Linked DNA regions of Zea mays: region 2 is linked to region 1. A link is a contact called in public Hi-C data. All regions are on one chromosome and are shown on one strand. Each heading gives the region's core, a stretch centred on a gene start, on an enhancer-like site or on the middle of the called end of the contact. The rest is flanking DNA. Distances are from core to core; before and after follow the strand shown. Region 1 holds the start of LOC100285430. Region 2 has its middle 48 kb from the start of LOC109944191.

Region 1 (2,569 bases), core at 19-2,518:
CATCAGCACTATTGTAACCTTCACCATCAACGAGTGACCTAGGCGAAGAAGGACGAGAACCTGAAGCAGATGTCCGAGCTGCCACTGGTGGCCAAGCTACTGGTCTTCTTGGAGATCCAATCCGCACACTGTTGGAACTTCCAGGTCCCATTCTCCACAACCCACTATTCCCCAACAATGATTTTGGAGGCGGAGCTGGCGGTGGCGGCGGGTGCGATGCTGCACCCACCATCTGTGATGAATTAGTTCCTGACGGCACAGAATTTCCATGTTCAATCTGATCAGGGGTATGGAGCACTATCGGTTCCTCTACCAAGGAAGTGGGGTTGATTACATTAGAGTCATCCTTAGGAGGCTTCTCCCTGGCAGCCCTCTCCTCTGCGTAGCTCGAGCTCTCTGAAATGGTGTCATCCGTCCTCAAAAACTTAATTCTGCTACTGTTGTTCTCGTTGCCCTCATTTAAATGCTCAGTTACATCATCTATAGCCAATAGTTCTGGTAGCTGTGGCTGAGGTTGCAACGGCAACTCCTCCCGGGCAGCTGCTGCCGGCTGCTGCGCTGATTGCGAGCCCGAGCGGCCGGAGCTGGACGAGGAGCCGGCGGTCCCGCGCTGCACGAAGATCCTCGTCATCTCCCGCCAGGGTCGTCCTCAGCATCGAGCATGGGGGTTTGAGCTGAAACCCCAATCTTCCTAGAAAATTAACTACGCCCGAGCGTTCGCTTTCCAATCCCTCGCGTCAGCTAAGGTCGATCAATCTCGCGGGCTTCGTCGAAGATGAAAATCCCATCCGACCAAATTAGGGTTCCTTACCAACGAAAGAAATTCCCAGCCCGGGTCGATCTCCACTGCAGCGCAAATCCGATAGCAGTTGAGGAGGGGAGGAGGAGGAGGATGACGGGCGCGACAGAGATGGATGTGAGGTGAGAGCTCCTTCCGGCAGCCTTCCGTACTTCGTGGGTGGGAGAAGGCTGGTGGCGGGTTCGCGGTGCTGGCAAAAGGAGAGGACGATGGTGTGTGAGTGATGCTTTGAGGTCTGCCACGTTAGCTAGGGTTACCTTTTTTACATCAAACTGAAACGGATGTGCAAAATAAGCAAGAAAACGCAACACACAAATGTGCAAAATAAGCAAGAAACCATCCCATGACATATTGTTTTCAATTGTCGTCCTCCCCTTGCTAGCACCATCACCCATCCGCCTTCTCTTCAAACTCTAGCCCCGTCGCCGCACTTCGATCTAGAGGACACGTCCTCACCACCCTGTTCGTCCACCTTCCATGTCGGGTGGACCAGCTTTGAAACGACGTCGAGGAACTTCGCAAAAGAAGAGTTATGCTCCATCACATACGATGCAGGAGCAAGCGAAATCCATCGACCGAAGCAGCACGAGGCGATCAAGCAGGGATTGTAATAGAGGTCCTAGCATTCTAGGGGTCCCAGACGAAAACTAATTTAGAGGTCCCTATTATCTCTCACTCTATATATATTATATATCTAATATATATTTACATATAAAGTTTTTGAAAACATGATTGTTGATCATAAATATTTTTTTTAATAATTTTAGTTTAAAAAAATTATGGTAGATAGAGCAGTCACTAAGATTCGATATGCAATAGAGGTATTAGGGTAACAATTCACCTCTACGACATTCTCGAAAATTCATGTAGCAGACAATGCACCATTCAAAAATCTTTTATCTTGGCCTTTTACTCACTTGGTGTCGAAGTAAAATAAGAGTTTGGGATAAAAATTTAGACTTTAAAATCCTACATAGAATATATCAATGAACAATCATTAGTTCATGAGATTGAAAAATACACACATATAACATATAATATAAGAATTAGTACACTATACACTACAGCTATAGTCATCTATCGAACACGCACTCAGGGTGTCGCCACGTCGTGTTAGGAGTCTACGATGATTTGTTTTCTCTGTGACTGCAATAGGCTCATCGATTTGTTTCTTAGATTTCCAACAAGCTACATCTAGGGGACAGACTATTAAATAGTGTTTGATCCAAAACCAATTACTAAATATCCATAACACAATATATACTTATACTTAATATATATTTAGGGGCCCTGGGCGGCCGCCCACTCTACCCACCCCCAGGGTCGGCCCTGTGTTCTTCATGCGAATCAATTAGATGTAAATATAGTGATAGAAGCTAAAATGATTAGTAACCATTAGAAGAAAATTTTCCTGAAGTAGTACAATATGTCATGGGATGGTTTCAACCAACTTTCTGCTGTAATCACCAATTCACCGTACCTAAAGAAGTCAAAGTGCATTGAAAGCTCTCGTAGATGCACTTGCTGATAATGTTGAGGGTCAAAATGTTGGGCAGACTGACAATTTCCCTTTTTTTCAAGTGGACATCCATAAACTTGTACAATTAGACTAATAGTTATACCTTTATGTGATTCATTGTTTCAGTTTGATGAATATCTTTGAATTGTGTATGTCCATATGGATATCTTCTAATTTTCATATACATCTACATATATGCCACTAGAGAGATAGTATTTCATATAGGATTGCCCTTTTTGCTGATGTGGCAG
Region 2 (2,569 bases), core at 24-2,523, 410 kb after region 1:
ATTCGGAAGTTAAACTTCGTCTCGAAAGTTAGGTGATATCGTCAGAAGTTAGCCTCTCAGAATAATACGACTGGAAATGACTCATGGACGGGTGCATGGACGGTCGTAGACGCGAGGGCAGTACGGGGCCATGCTCGGGCATAGGGGAGTTGCAACAGCGTGCACTACGTCGTGGGAGTGGCACAGTGACGGCGCTGTTATCGCAACAGGGTGGAGCTACAACAGCGAGGCGGGCATGATGGGGTGCAGATCATGGGGGTGGCGCGACGGCATGGGAGGTGGCAACAGGAGGCTACAGTGGTGGCGGTAGGCACAAAAAGCCGGGGGCGTGGCCGTCGAATAGCTGGGCTCCGTCTTCGCCCGTTAGGTCATAATAGCTAACTTCAGAAAGTTAGCGATGGTCATCGGAAGTTAGAGAGTAATGGAAGTTACTTAACTTGCGAGAGCTATAATAACCCGTCAGAAGTTAACATGTTGTTGAAAGTTTATGGTTTTGATGTAGTAGATATGATTTTTGTATCCGCTTTTGTTAGAATAACTAGAATATCATGAATATACTATATGTTTTGAAATAGTATGATAATTTATACCTCCTCCATTCCAATTTATAATTTGTTTGACTTTTGTATCCAAATTTGATCGACTTGTCTTATTCAAGAAAGTTATAATTATTGTTAGTTCTTACTATGATATCGTCTACTCTACAATATACTTTAAGTATGGCTTTCAATTTTTCATTTTTTTGCAAATTTTTTTAATAAGACGAGTAGACCAAACTTGGCACAAAAATTAAACGAATTATAAATTGGGACAGAGTGAGTATAAGTTAGTATTAAAGAGCGAGTGACAGAGACAACTTTAAAAACTTGAGAAAACTAAAAATATTAAATTCAAAAAGTAATCATAAGAACTAATTCATGAGTAATTTACAAATATGCTAATTATGTCTAACAAAATGTAGACTCATCTTTTGAGTTTTTATGCTCTACAGCCATCATGTTATAGTAGTATTGTTGAGTATTTTGAATTATTTTCGCTTAATGTAATACACCATTAAATATTGAACAATTAATCTAAAATCATGTTGCACAGTTTACTCTTTTTTTATATTACATAGAAGGCTTTTTAACTGATGTAGAATATGGAAGTAATAATGTGAGGAGTAATAATGTGAGGCCTTAGCTCTCTAAGCCCAGCGGCCCATGCACTACAGTGGTTCTAGGTCTCGTGTGTGTCCCTATGCGGATGAAGGTCTGGGCCAACCCAGCACCCATGCTGCACTGCACCCCTGCCATGTCCCGTGCCACCACAAGATGGCCCGACCAGTAAGGCTGGCACTAGCGCACCTACCCGCGACAGCCTCCCATTTAGAAAAACTAGGTCGTGGTCCAAATTTCAGTTGAGAGGCCACGCTGCCAATAAAAAGGGCCCGCTCAAACATTTCTGTGGGCTCTTGGAAGTTCCGAGCCAGCAACTCGCACGTCTATATAGAAGCTCTTGGCCTGAAATTTCATAAGGGTCTTACAAATTTTGTCCTAAAGAGTAGCAAGCCATCGACGACAATCGTTTTCCACCTTTACTCTATGGTTTTTGCCATCGATTTTAACACTTTTTAGTGCTACCTCAACTAGAAGTGCTAAAGCAAATTAAGCACTAGATAAATCTTTTTGCAAATAATTTTAACGACCTTTCTCATGCACCTCACCACATCAATAAGTGCTTATGCGTATGCAAAAATAAATATACACTTAGTGAAACTAGATAACCATTACAACTAAGAGATTTCCCCTCTTTATAGTGCATCTATCTATTCTAAACGAAGTTAATTATTTCTCTACACAGCCTTTGACGGGTGAAATAATATTCCTACAAGCATGTCTTTCCTTTGCGCGTTCCATTCTATCTCCATGTTGCTGAAGCCACACAAGTCTTCGACCTCCATCAACAGATGATGAACAATGATCATCCATAGGTGTAGCCAATGACTCTACCTTTGATCATTGCCCATAACATGAAGTTTCTTCATCATCCACCCAAAAATGGTATGATCCACTTTATATCATCACATGATCTTATTGTTTCATGAATCAAAACTTCGTGTGCTCTTCACCGTTGCATTTGGTCCATCAGCTCCAAGTCCTTGCTCTAGCTTCACCTCCACATAGTCCATCACACCTAAGTCTCCAACTTGCCCTTTATACTAGCAATTGGTCTATGGTAGCGAAGCCATCTCTCTTGATTTTCTTCACCAAGCCATATGACATCATGTCATATCTTATATGTATTAAGCTCCTATAATCAACATTGTTTGAGCATTGTAACATCGGCGCCAAGTCCTTGTTGTATATTTATCGCCACACGGTTTCACATTCTAGCCTCCACTTGCGGTTCACTATAGCAACATGTTTGTCACAGCCAAGCCATGTATTTTGATCTTCTTCACCTTGCCACATATGATCATGTCATGTCTCATTTGAAATAAACTCCTTCAATGAACAATAGTTTAAGCATTGCAACATAACCAAGCCACATCACTACCATGACTCATATTGCTCACACTAGTGTACGT

The links. A called contact is a pair of places that touch in the nucleus more often than the background predicts.
Region 2: a Hi-C map of leaf shows a contact between it and region 1, with 4 times the contacts expected there. The contact joins the enhancer-like site here to the promoter of LOC100285430 in region 1. A contact is called at or near these places in 2 of 25 Hi-C or Micro-C datasets (ear and leaf).

What each region holds. Positions count from the first base shown.
Region 1 is chr2:58,266,084-58,268,652 of Zm-B73-REFERENCE-NAM-5.0, forward strand. It overlaps LOC100285430, which reads right to left and starts at 1,269. Exons shown (of 8, transcript NM_001158323.2): 1 at 1-1,269. The coding sequence starts at 631.
Region 2 is chr2:58,673,013-58,675,581 of Zm-B73-REFERENCE-NAM-5.0, forward strand. No RefSeq gene overlaps it. Among protein-coding and RNA genes, the nearest start is that of LOC109944191, 48 kb to the right of the region's middle. Within about 2 kb of position 1,274, at least 17 of the 20 cell types and tissues checked have an H3K27ac peak or open chromatin away from gene starts, as enhancers often do. A contact at or near this core is called in ear and leaf, where this site is marked.